2 separate regions of the Mus musculus genome follow, and region 2 is linked to region 1. A link is a contact called in public promoter capture Hi-C data. All regions are on one chromosome and are shown on one strand. Each heading gives the region's core, a stretch centred on a gene start, on an enhancer-like site or on the middle of the called end of the contact. The rest is flanking DNA. Distances are from core to core; before and after follow the strand shown.

Region 1 (5,265 bases), core at 1,588-4,087:
GGAGGCTGGTATTGGCTTTGTGGCTTGGTTGTAAGATGGCCACGTTGCTCATACTCTCTGGGTCTGTTTCTTTCTCTTCAGATTGGAAGAAAGCCTCCCCCATCTCAGCTTTACACCAAAGGCTTGTTCTTGCTTAGCCCCCAGCTCTAAGGTACATACGGAAGAAAGCAGATGTCTTCTTTGGGAGGCTTGGATGAGAACCTCTGCCCTAGAGGCTTGCAAAAGCTGTAGAGCCTGAGATAGGCTGCAAGGAAGTTTGTGGGGCAGGGGAGGTGCGTTTTATTCTTGTGCTGAACTGGGGACGGAATACCTGAGCCCTTGAGCATAGACGATTCTGAGCTATCCCTGTCTGTGGGGGTTAAGTCCTGTAGGATTGAGGGAATCCAAACCCACCTTAAATTTGCCAGTCTCGAACTTAACTGCATCTGCTAAGATCTATTGCTGAGCACAGTAGAGCGAACCTAAGCAGGTGTGCCTCTCCCAGCGGGGCTTGTTAGGCCTTCCCTAGAAGCTGCCTTCTCTCAGAGGTCCCAAGGAGCACATTTGTTTGTTAAGTGATTGGCACTGACCTAGTCCTGACCCCAAGTTAAATCTCCTGGGCATGGGACTCCTAGGTCTCCCTAGGCCAGGGGACAAGGAGAAAGCTACAACACAGGTGGTCTATCTCATGTCAAGACAATGGAAACTGGGTTAAGGAAGGAAGGTAGATCATAAAACTAACCAGCTATTGGGAGCCTCAGAGGGACTTTCTCCCCCACTGTGTGGTTTTTGTTGTTGTTGTTGTTGTTGTTGTTTTTGTTTTTGTTTTGGTTTTTTGAGACAAGAGTTTCTCTGTATAGTCCTGGCTGTCCTGGAACTCACTCTGTAGACCAGGCTGGCCTTGAACTCAGAAATTCACCTGCCCCAAGAAACGCCTAGTGTTTTTTTTTTTTTTTAAGGGAAAAAAAAAAAAAGCTTGAAAAACCAGTTTTTCAAGAGACACCTATTGTCAGGCACTAGGATACCAAACAGGGCTACACTGAGTTCTTAGACACTGGGAAGGTAAGAGAGGCAGATGGTAAGGGAGCCTATAGTCAGTTACAGTTAAGGGAATGGAGCCTGGTCTTCCTCCCAAGGGAGGAAGTTTATGCTCAGGCTTAAAGATGAAGAAGTAAGACACAGAACCAAGAAGAGGAGGGGCCAGGCAGAGCCAGTGGCCAGTGACACTCTATGGGATGGGCCCAGGACTGGCAGGAGCAGACCATGTGTGGTGGGGATTGGAGATTTGCCTGAGGCTGAGCATGCAAGCAGGGTAGGTTGGAAATGCCCTGAAGGAAGTATGCAAGCCAGAAGTTTCCCTAGTCATCTTATCGACATCTCCTGCCTTAGGGGGACCAGTCGGTTCACATTTGACCTTGGGAAGGTTACTCAGGCCAACAGTCCAGAAGACAGAATGGTGAGGTCCAAGGCAGACATGTCAAGATAGTTGAGATTGGAGGCTGCACAGTGGTTTAAGAGCGCATTGCTGCTCTTGCAGAGACGGTTCAGTTCTAAGCACCCACATGGTGGCTCCCAACCATCTGTAACTCCAGTTCCAGGGGATTTGACAACGTATTCTGACCTTTTCATCCTCCTGTACACATATAGGAGACATGCATGTACACATATAACATTGTATATGATAAATTATGTCATGTGTGAGATGTGTGTGTGTGTGTGTGTGTGTGACAGTTAAGGTTGAGAAGTCCTGTAATATCCCAGGGTAAAATGATGCCAACTGGGCCAAAGGGTGGTAAAGGGGACGGGAAGAAACAGGCACACAAACACTCTTTAAAGGGTGGTGCCTGGACAGGACTGAGGGAGCACTAGGGACAGATATGAAGAAGACCATTAAAGAGTCTCTGAGGTTGTTGCCTTACAGAACAGACTGGATAATGCCACCACTTACCAATACAGAGAATACCGAAGAGGACCAGGTAGAGGTTGGCTTTGGGCATCCCTACGTGGAGGTGCCTACAGGAAAGTAGTCTGGGGAAGAAGGCAAAGCCAAGCTGGGGGTGTGAGCCTGTGAGGACCCAAGAGGTGACATGGGAGTGAAAGAAAGATCTCTCATGTATCTGTCCCTGTGAAAGCCTCAGCAACTGTAGTAAAGGCTGCTTGATAGTGGCGGGATGCAGGCAAAGCCAGTTTTAGAATGGCTTGAGAAAGAGTAGGAGGTGAAGAAATGAAGACAGCTTGGCTGAGAGCTTAGCTTGTGAAGAGAGGGTAGCTGGAGGCGGGTGTGAGATTCAGGAAGGTTTGTGTTGTTTTTAATGAAGAGACTCGGCATTTGTAAAGGCCAGTGGGAAGGATTTGGATTCTTTGGTGCTGGGATGGAGGAGCGGGAGCCCATGTAGCACGGTGATTGAATTAGCCTGAGGAAAAGGGGATCATGTCTAGAATGGGTGCCTGGCAAAGGAGCGAGGAGGGAATTGTCTTCCCAGCCCAGATGAAAACTGGGGCCTGAGCCAGGGGGAAGGCTCGAGTGGCTGGGGCAGCCTCAGGCCCAGGAAGGCTAGAGTAACAAGACTAGAGTGGGCTCAGGGCCCAGGAGATAGGAGGCTTCTGCAACTAATCCCCCCCCACACCACCACTAACTGCCTTGTTTGGCAGTAAGAGTACTGGGTGGCTCAGCTCCTGCCTCAGGCCTGCACCAAACTGAAAGGGAGAGGCTGCCAAGAGCTGCCCAAGGGGCTCAGTTAGAAATGTTGAAAGACAGCTCCAGAAATCATTTCTCAGCAGCAGGACCACATGCATAGCAGGAGCAGCCAGACATTGCTGCGGAGGGAGTCTCAACGTTTTCCTGTTTTGTTGTGGAGAGGGAGAGGCAAGAGCGATAGGAGTCTGAAGCCCTGGAAAAGGGCAGGCTGGGGAAGGAGAGGGGCCCAGGAGTGAGGAAAGTTGTTCTTTCTTGGCCTTAGCCCTGTTTGTCTGAGAGAAACCTTCCTCAGGTGGAAGAGTCAGACTGGGACCAGAGAGAAAACAAGGCTCAGGACCTTGTGGTAGAGAAGGAGGAACTCTGAAGAGAGGAGAGACAGGAAAAGGCCCTGGACAACGGGGTCCCTGGATAGAGGTTTCAGTCTAGTGTAAAGAAGTGGCCAATCTGCTCAAGCTAGCCTTTACACAGATCCCAAGTAGTGTCCCTCCCATGAACAGGTTACAGGGACTGTGTCAGGAGGGGACCCATTTCTGGTGCTCAAAGCTAAGCCCTAAAGGTACAGAAAGGGGTCCCGGTAAGCGGGGTGAGGCCTTTTAACCATTAACCCAGCTGGTTGAAATCTGCCATGCGGAGCCTCCAGGCTCTATCGATTATTTTAAAAGCACAGCCACTGTTAACTGGTGGCTGCCCAGAAACCAGGGAGAGGCACAGAAGTAGAGGTGGGGAGAAGCAGGCAGGGAGGAAAATGGGAGCCCAGCCAGGAGTGGGAGCCGGAGAGGAGGTCTGAGGTAGGATTCACGGCTTGGCCATCAATGTAGGGGAGGCTTTGGGGGTGATCAGAAAACCTAAGCTGGCATTGGAATCAGCCAGCACAGCCCATGGGCACTGCTGAGCCCTGAAGCCAGGAAAGGGCCTGGCAGATGGGACAAAACAAGCTCATGACCATGGTGACCTTCGCAAGGTGACTAGGTCAGAGCTTTGCTGACTTCACTGAGAAAGGAAGGGAAGGCCACTGGGAAAGCTGAGGTGCAGGGAGAGAGAGGGCAGAGAGAGTCCATGACAGGCTGCTGGGTTTTCCTGAGGACAGGGCCCTTTCCCTGATCCTCCTATACAGCAAAAACATCACGGTCTGGTGTGGCTGAGGGCAGGGTCAGGCCATCAGAGTCTGACTGCACCTGGCCTGCTATGTATGCACTCTGCTTCATAGTTAGTTTTACAAAGCTAATTTCATTTGTGAGGTGGCTAAATGGGGAGGTGAGGAACCCTCAGACTAAAGCTGGCTTCTGGAGAAGATCAGGTTGAAGGATGCTTGTGTGATAAAGAAACAGGGTTGCTATAACTTGGATCTAAACTGTACCCCAACGGACCATGTGTTTTCAGTGTGGTGCTAGTGGGAGGAAGTCAGGTAACTGGGGGTATACTCTAGGAGGAGATATTAGGACTCTGGCTCCTTCCTCTTCCTCTGCTTCTTGGCTGCGGTGGCAGGTCCCCTTTGTCACACGACGTACTATGTTGACACATACCAAAGCAATGTGGCCTAGTGACCACAGACTGAAACATCTGAAACCCTAAGCTATGTAGTTGAGGTGGGGAGGAAGGGGCAGGCACACGGTGGGTGGCATGTGCCTCAGCATCCTGGAGGTTGGGGAAGAATAAAGGATCAAAGTCACTCTCAGTTTCAAAGTGAGCTCAAGAGCCATTTTGGGTGACAGGAGACCCTTCTTTTAAAAAAAAAAAAAAAAGGCAAGGAAGAGAAGGAAGAAAAGAAGGAAGAGGAGGAGGAAACCAGAGACACAAAATACATTTTTACACTTTCCTAAGTTGCTTTAGGCAGGTGTCACCATGGTGGAAGCTAATACAAGTCACAGTGGAAAGTGACTGCAGGTAAGGAAAGGTGAAATGAGGGACAGTCTGCACATGCATAAACTTCATGACTCATCACAGGATGCATACATTGGCAGGATTTGCGGACAGCGGTTTTGGCTCTGTGATATCATCTGGTCATTTTTGGGAGTCCAGGGTCAGTGGTTTCAACCAGTTTGACCTAGAAGGCATCTCCAGGTTTGAAAAACAATTTTAAAACAACAACCAAAATCCTGAACAACCCTTACCAAGGTGGGTAACCAAACAGAAGAGGCTGCTATTTTTTTCCTTTATTAGTTAAGCGACTTCTAAAATCAGTGATGAGCACAGGTAATTGAAAGCAAATGAAGATACAGAGTTTATTTGGGTTTTTCATGAGTGTAATGTTCTCTTTGGTTTTTACAATTTAAAGAGGATGGTCCAATCCTCTTTGAAAAGGAAAAGAATATGATTCCTTTCATTAAGAGGAGTTGATCACAAGCAGTAGAGCGGGGGACACATTAGTAGAGGTGCTAGGAGAGAGCTGTGCACACACAGCCAGGACAGAGACACAGCTGTCTGTCCACTCTCAGCCATGGCACTCCTGGATGCCCATTCTTTCTGACGATGGCACACATAAGCTTAAGTAACTCAGGAGAAACCACATTATGGGTGTGGGGCATGGAGTCCCACACACACCTGGGTACCAATGTGCCCTACCCACTGATCCCACACATCTTTCCTTG
Region 2 (5,277 bases), core at 393-2,892, 300 kb after region 1:
CATTGCTTTTCTGTTCCTCCTACACAAACGGAAGCACACCGCATGATATTTTTTTCTACGTGTAGGAACTCAAGAATAGAAGCATCATTCAGACTAGCCAACCTGTGCTGATACACTGGGACAGTATGAGAGGCATCTGTTTCTACTGCAGGAAACCACAATTAACATTTTATTAAAAGACTTTTGGGATAGGAGGAGGTGCCTTATCACAAGCAAACAGGCCTTTGGATTTAGAGATACGGAGCCCTGTGAAAATCAGTCATGCTTCATGTAATCATGTAAATGGGCTAGGTATCAAAAGTATTTAAAAAGAACAGAAAATGCCCTTAGTTTACAAAACCTGCTTAGTGGCAAAGTGAGTTTAAAAAAATATATGGTCAGAACTCTGTTGGTGGGTGGGTCCTGCATCCACATTTGTACTGGTTGCATTTCCCATGCCACTGTTCTCTGAACAACATACACATGTCAAGTACTTCACATGTGCCAGCTAGTGCACAAGTACAAGAAGCAGTGATGAATACAGAAGACACAAATCCCTGTTGACACTTGTTAGTAGGAGAGACAAACAACACACAAACTACATAGATGTGTAATTAGTCAGAAGATGATAAAGTGTGAAAAGTCTGGGGCCAGAGGAGCAGTGGAGAGTTGGCTCAGTTGTTAACAGCCCCTGCCGCTCTTGAAGGGGGACCAGAGTTCAATTCTTAGCATCCACGTGGTTTCTCACTACCTTCTGTGACTCTAGTTCTAGAGGCTCTGACTCCCTCTTCTGGCTTCTGTGGTCACCAGGCACACACGTGATACACAGAGAAGCATGCCAGTATAACACCCACACTAAGATAAAATCAAAGGGCAGTCAAGGGAGGACTCGGAGAAGGCTGTAATGCGATCAAAGTTCACATGTTGCTGGGAGAAAGTCAGGAGAGAACAGCGGTCCTAAGGCAAGAGCACTGTATCTGTTAGAACATGACAGAGTAGTAGGGAGAACTTTGGGGTAGTAGAATATCTCTGTATCTTTTGGAGCCAGGAGTTAAGTAAGACAGGCTTACTTGTGTGCACATGTGCAGACATTCTCACCAAGGAGTAACTCCCCAGGAAGAAAAACTGGCAGTAATTCTGCATCCTGATTACAGTGAGAAGGTTGTGTATCTGCATGTGTGCTAAAACGACACGGATACATATCACACCCATATCAGATTCTGGGCCTTGCTTCTCTTCTCTAATTGTGTAAGACTTAGCCATTGAGGAAGGTACTGGGGACCTGTTTGTATTCTCTTCCCAGTGACTTGTGACTGTTTAGAGAACAGATGCAGAAAGCCTTGGGCAGAATTGGAGATAATACTTAGGCATGTTATCAAGAGATCTTGAAATCTGGTGGCTGTTCACCCCAATTGGTGATGCTAGACAGGGTGGAAACCAGCGTGAGAAGTTGCTGGCTTCTGGGAATTTTGGGGGGTGGAGCTCATAGATTGCGTTGCTGTGTTGGATTGTGAGTCTGGGAGAAGAAATGTACAACACGGACCACTGGCAAGCTAGACAGACTGTAAAAAGAACCCCTAGCACGCCCAGAAGCCCTCTGTGTGTTTCTGCCAGGAAACAGAGCACCAAGCCTGCTTCCTCTACCCTGCGGCACCCTGACCTTCACGTCTGAGGACAATAGGAGAGCAAAGTGAGCACTCTCATTAACCTGCTTGCGGGCAGCTTGAGTTATTTTGGCCTCACCCTGGCTCTTTTGGAAAGAAGCATTTGCTTGATAAACAGGAAGTTGTTTCCAGGGCTGTAGGAAGAACAAATGATAGAACCAAGTAGCACTCTAAAGGGTTGCTGGCTCTGGTTAGTTTGGAAGGGCAGACATGGTTTCAGGCCACCACACAAGACCAGCAGAGGTGAGGCTGCGCTCACCTTCCATCTCAGGAAACAGTTTTGCCCATTGCTTGACCTGCCGTGGTTTCCATCAGCTCTGAAGAAGGAGACAGTCTGCACAGAGTGGAAAAGTGACTTATTTTAAGAAATGTTAGCTCCCTTCCTCTGTTCTATTAGTGGCATACCTCTAAGACGCCAGTGAGGCTGCTGGTCTAGGCAAGCAAAAACTGGCCTGTGTGTTTTATTCTTTGAAAGGTTCGAACTTGAATATCCACAGCATATCCCACCTCCACTTGGTGCCCCAGTAGACTGGGACAGAGTGAGAGTGAATTCTGAGGCAGGTCTGTGTGCTAGTGCTGTAGTGTTTTTGAACTGCAGACTCCATTCATTATTCTGTCACCCTCAGAGGGTATGTGAGCCTCAGAGTGCCACTGATGTTTGAAAGACTTCATGGGCGAGCACCTGAGGACCCATGGCAAGTGACCTGCCATGACTGGTAAGTGGGAAGAGATCCTCTGCCCCACTTTTGATAAGACCTCAAAAGGGAAGGAAATGCATTTCTGTTTTAGCTGGCTGGAGCCATGTTACAGTAAAGAACACTTAAATCAGCACCACATTTCAACAATAAGCTGCCAGTTAGTGCTGGGAAAGGTCGGCATGGCAGACTTTACATAGCAGGTGTCTCCTTGATGTCTGCTGAGGGAAGGAAGGGCAAGAATCAGAAGCTGATCAGAAGCCAAGGTCTGGGTACAGTTGAGACTCTATCAGGGCTGGCATTGGTAGCCAAGACACAGGAGAGCTAGCTCACCAAATGGCCTGGAGGAAGTTACTTCTAGCTGGAATCCTGCTGAAGTCCAGACTGCTTTTCTTTGACTGTTTCACTGTGTGAAAGTGCCCCACTGTAGATTCAGATCCTCTGACTGTGTAAGTGTAGGCTGGCTACTGTTCTGGGTTTCTCCCTCAGAGGTTAAATATCCCATCTGGACTTGAATATTTGCTTCCTGCCCACTGAGTCTGTAGGAACATAAAGCAACCATTTGTCAGCAGACCACTGAAAGGCAGGTTTCTACAGGGAATGAAACTGCAGGCCATTGGTTTCCTGGCACACCCACCTGATATTAGACTGAGAGCAAACTAATGGGTGGGGGGAGCCCAGTGCATGAAAATAAAAGCTGAGGCTAAGGTGTGAATGCACATGAGCCCAGAAGACAGAGCTGGAGGAGAGGAGCACAGAGCCCAGCGAGGAGCAGCAGAGTCAAGTGCTGGACTTGGGGAAGCCTGATGTGCCGCAGCTGCTTAAGTGACAGCCACAGCTACACCCACAGTTACAGCAGTAGTGTGTGGATGTTTGTAGTCGCAGTTCTGGGTGGTGTGCGTATTCCAGGCTACCCAGTATGCTGCCACTGATGCCTTCCGCCCGGACCCCAGAGTGATGAGGGTTCTGAGCAGCACAGGCAGCTGTTGGAGAGCTTGGAGCTCTTCACAAAATTCTTAACTCTTCCCCGCCATGGCGCTGAGTGAACATGTAATAAGTGTATTTTTAAATGTTGAAAATTCAAGATTTGTTATATATGGTAACTCTTAAGAGTACAAGTTTATCCCCAAATGCAGGAGCTTTTTCATTGGTCCTGGCTTGTGACAGTTGGCTTCCATTTAACAGAGCAAGGGGAGGTGAGGCTGTTGGCAGTATAAATGTTTTATCCAAGGACAACCAATGTGTCATTGTGGAGATAAAACAGAACTAGGCTGCACTACACTAGCCTGAACTCTATAACAAGTTTGAGAATTTTCCAACTATTTTAGAAAAATAAGGTACTTAGACATTTGTAAAGAAGGTTTTTTTTTTTTTTTTTTTAAATGAAAGAAAATCCCTTATTTTGGAAATCACAAAATGAATCATTCTGTCTTGTTTGAGAAGCTTTGATGTGTTTTGGTAATTAGTGTTTACTGCCAGACGAATGTCTCTTGGGCATTTTAATTAGTGGGTGGCATGGCCCAGTGAGCTTCTGAGCTTCTGATGGTAGCCCTTCAGAAGAGTTACTCTTGTGTTTCTCAAGAAGAGCGGCCTCCTCAAAGCTCTTTAATTAGGTCAAGTTTAGCAACTAAAACATATTATTAGAATAATTAGGCCCCTCTTAAGGGAATGGGGGGGGTCAGGGAACAGGTACTGTTAGAGCGGGATCGCTTAAAATCTAGTGTCCTGCCTCTGATGAACGTCCAGTTCCTGGGCAGCTGTGGAACACTGCTGTCTTCAGTCAGGGACTTTCTATTCAGAGATTTCCCCCACCCCCACCATGGATCTCACCAGCAGCCTAAGTATGCTGGGTATAAGCTCTCCGTTCCATTCTGGCCTCTGTGTGAAGCTGTCTCTTACCTCCAGCCTAGAGTCTTATTGTCCTCTCCTTTTTTTCCCTATTAAGTTGCAAGTAACTGTGCTGGGTTCCTTGTTTGTTTGTATTTGTTTTTGTTTTTAAGGGAACCACTTTAAAGATTTGCGTATAGGAAACAAAACATTATAACAGATCTTTTAAGGGTTGTTTGCTTTGTCTATTTTTAGTGATTTCAAAGTCTCTTCCTAGGTGGCCCAAAGCTGGCCTCAAACAAGATGTCCCCTGCCTCAGCCTCCCAGGTACTAGGATGATAGCATTGTTGCCACACCTGGCTTGACTGATCTTTCTTAGTAGTTATATACGTATAATAATAATAATGTGTGTGTGTGTGTGTGTGTGTGTGTGTGTGTGTCTTCTGTGTGTCTGTGAGTGTACATCATTTTTACACTCTAGAATCATGTATGTCCCTTGCTTTCAAAATGCACTTTATATATCTTCTAAAATTTGCCATGTAAGTGGATTCCCCTCGTTGCCATGCTTGGCCCTTCTCCCTGGTTCTTGGCTGTCTTTCTCTGTGTCTTTGCAGTTATCTCTAATGATAACACTTTACCCTAGATTCTGTTTTCTTACAAGTTTAAAGAAAGATAGCTATCACTAGTCCTCTGGGTGAGGTGTCACCAAAATAATTGAGTGATTTCAGTGAACCACTATTAACAGCAATATGTACATTCATATTGCTTAATTTTTCACTTCCTTATCTCAGGATCATATGATAACATTCTGATGGCAAATGAGTCCTTCTTCAGCTAGATCTCTTAGTTAAAGGACTTTTCACAGGTTATTGGATATTTTCAACAGAACATGCTATGGCATTCTCTCTCTCTCTCTCTCTCTCTTTCTCTCTCTGTGTGTGTGTGTGTGTCTGTCTGTCTGTCTCTGTGTGTGTATCTGTGTGTGTTTGTGTGTGTGTGTGTGAGTGTGTGTGTGTGTGTGTGTGTGTGTGTTTGGTTGGTTTTTCAAGACAGTTTCTCTGTGTAGCCCTGGCTACCCTGGAACTCACTCTCTCTGTAGACCAGGCTGGCCT

What was found. Capture Hi-C pulls out chosen DNA fragments and counts their contacts.
Region 2: a promoter capture Hi-C map of liver shows a contact between it and region 1. The contact joins two enhancer-like sites. A contact is called at or near these places in 2 of 9 other capture datasets (liver and pancreatic islet).

What each region holds. Positions count from the first base shown.
Region 1 is chr9:45,847,349-45,852,613 of GRCm38.p6, forward strand. All of the region lies in intron 1 of Bace1 (beta-site APP cleaving enzyme 1), which reads left to right. Among named protein-coding and RNA genes, the nearest start is that of Bace1, 11 kb to the left of the region's middle. Within about 2 kb of position 2,838, at least 157 of the 459 cell types and tissues checked have an H3K27ac peak or open chromatin away from gene starts, as enhancers often do. A contact at or near this core is called in liver, where this site is marked.
Region 2 is chr9:46,148,714-46,153,990 of GRCm38.p6, forward strand. The region is part of intron 3 of Sik3 (SIK family kinase 3); the gene reads left to right. Among named protein-coding and RNA genes, the nearest start is that of Gm46110, 72 kb to the left of the region's middle. Within about 2 kb of position 1,643, at least 120 of the 459 cell types and tissues checked have an H3K27ac peak or open chromatin away from gene starts, as enhancers often do. A contact at or near this core is called in liver, where this site is marked.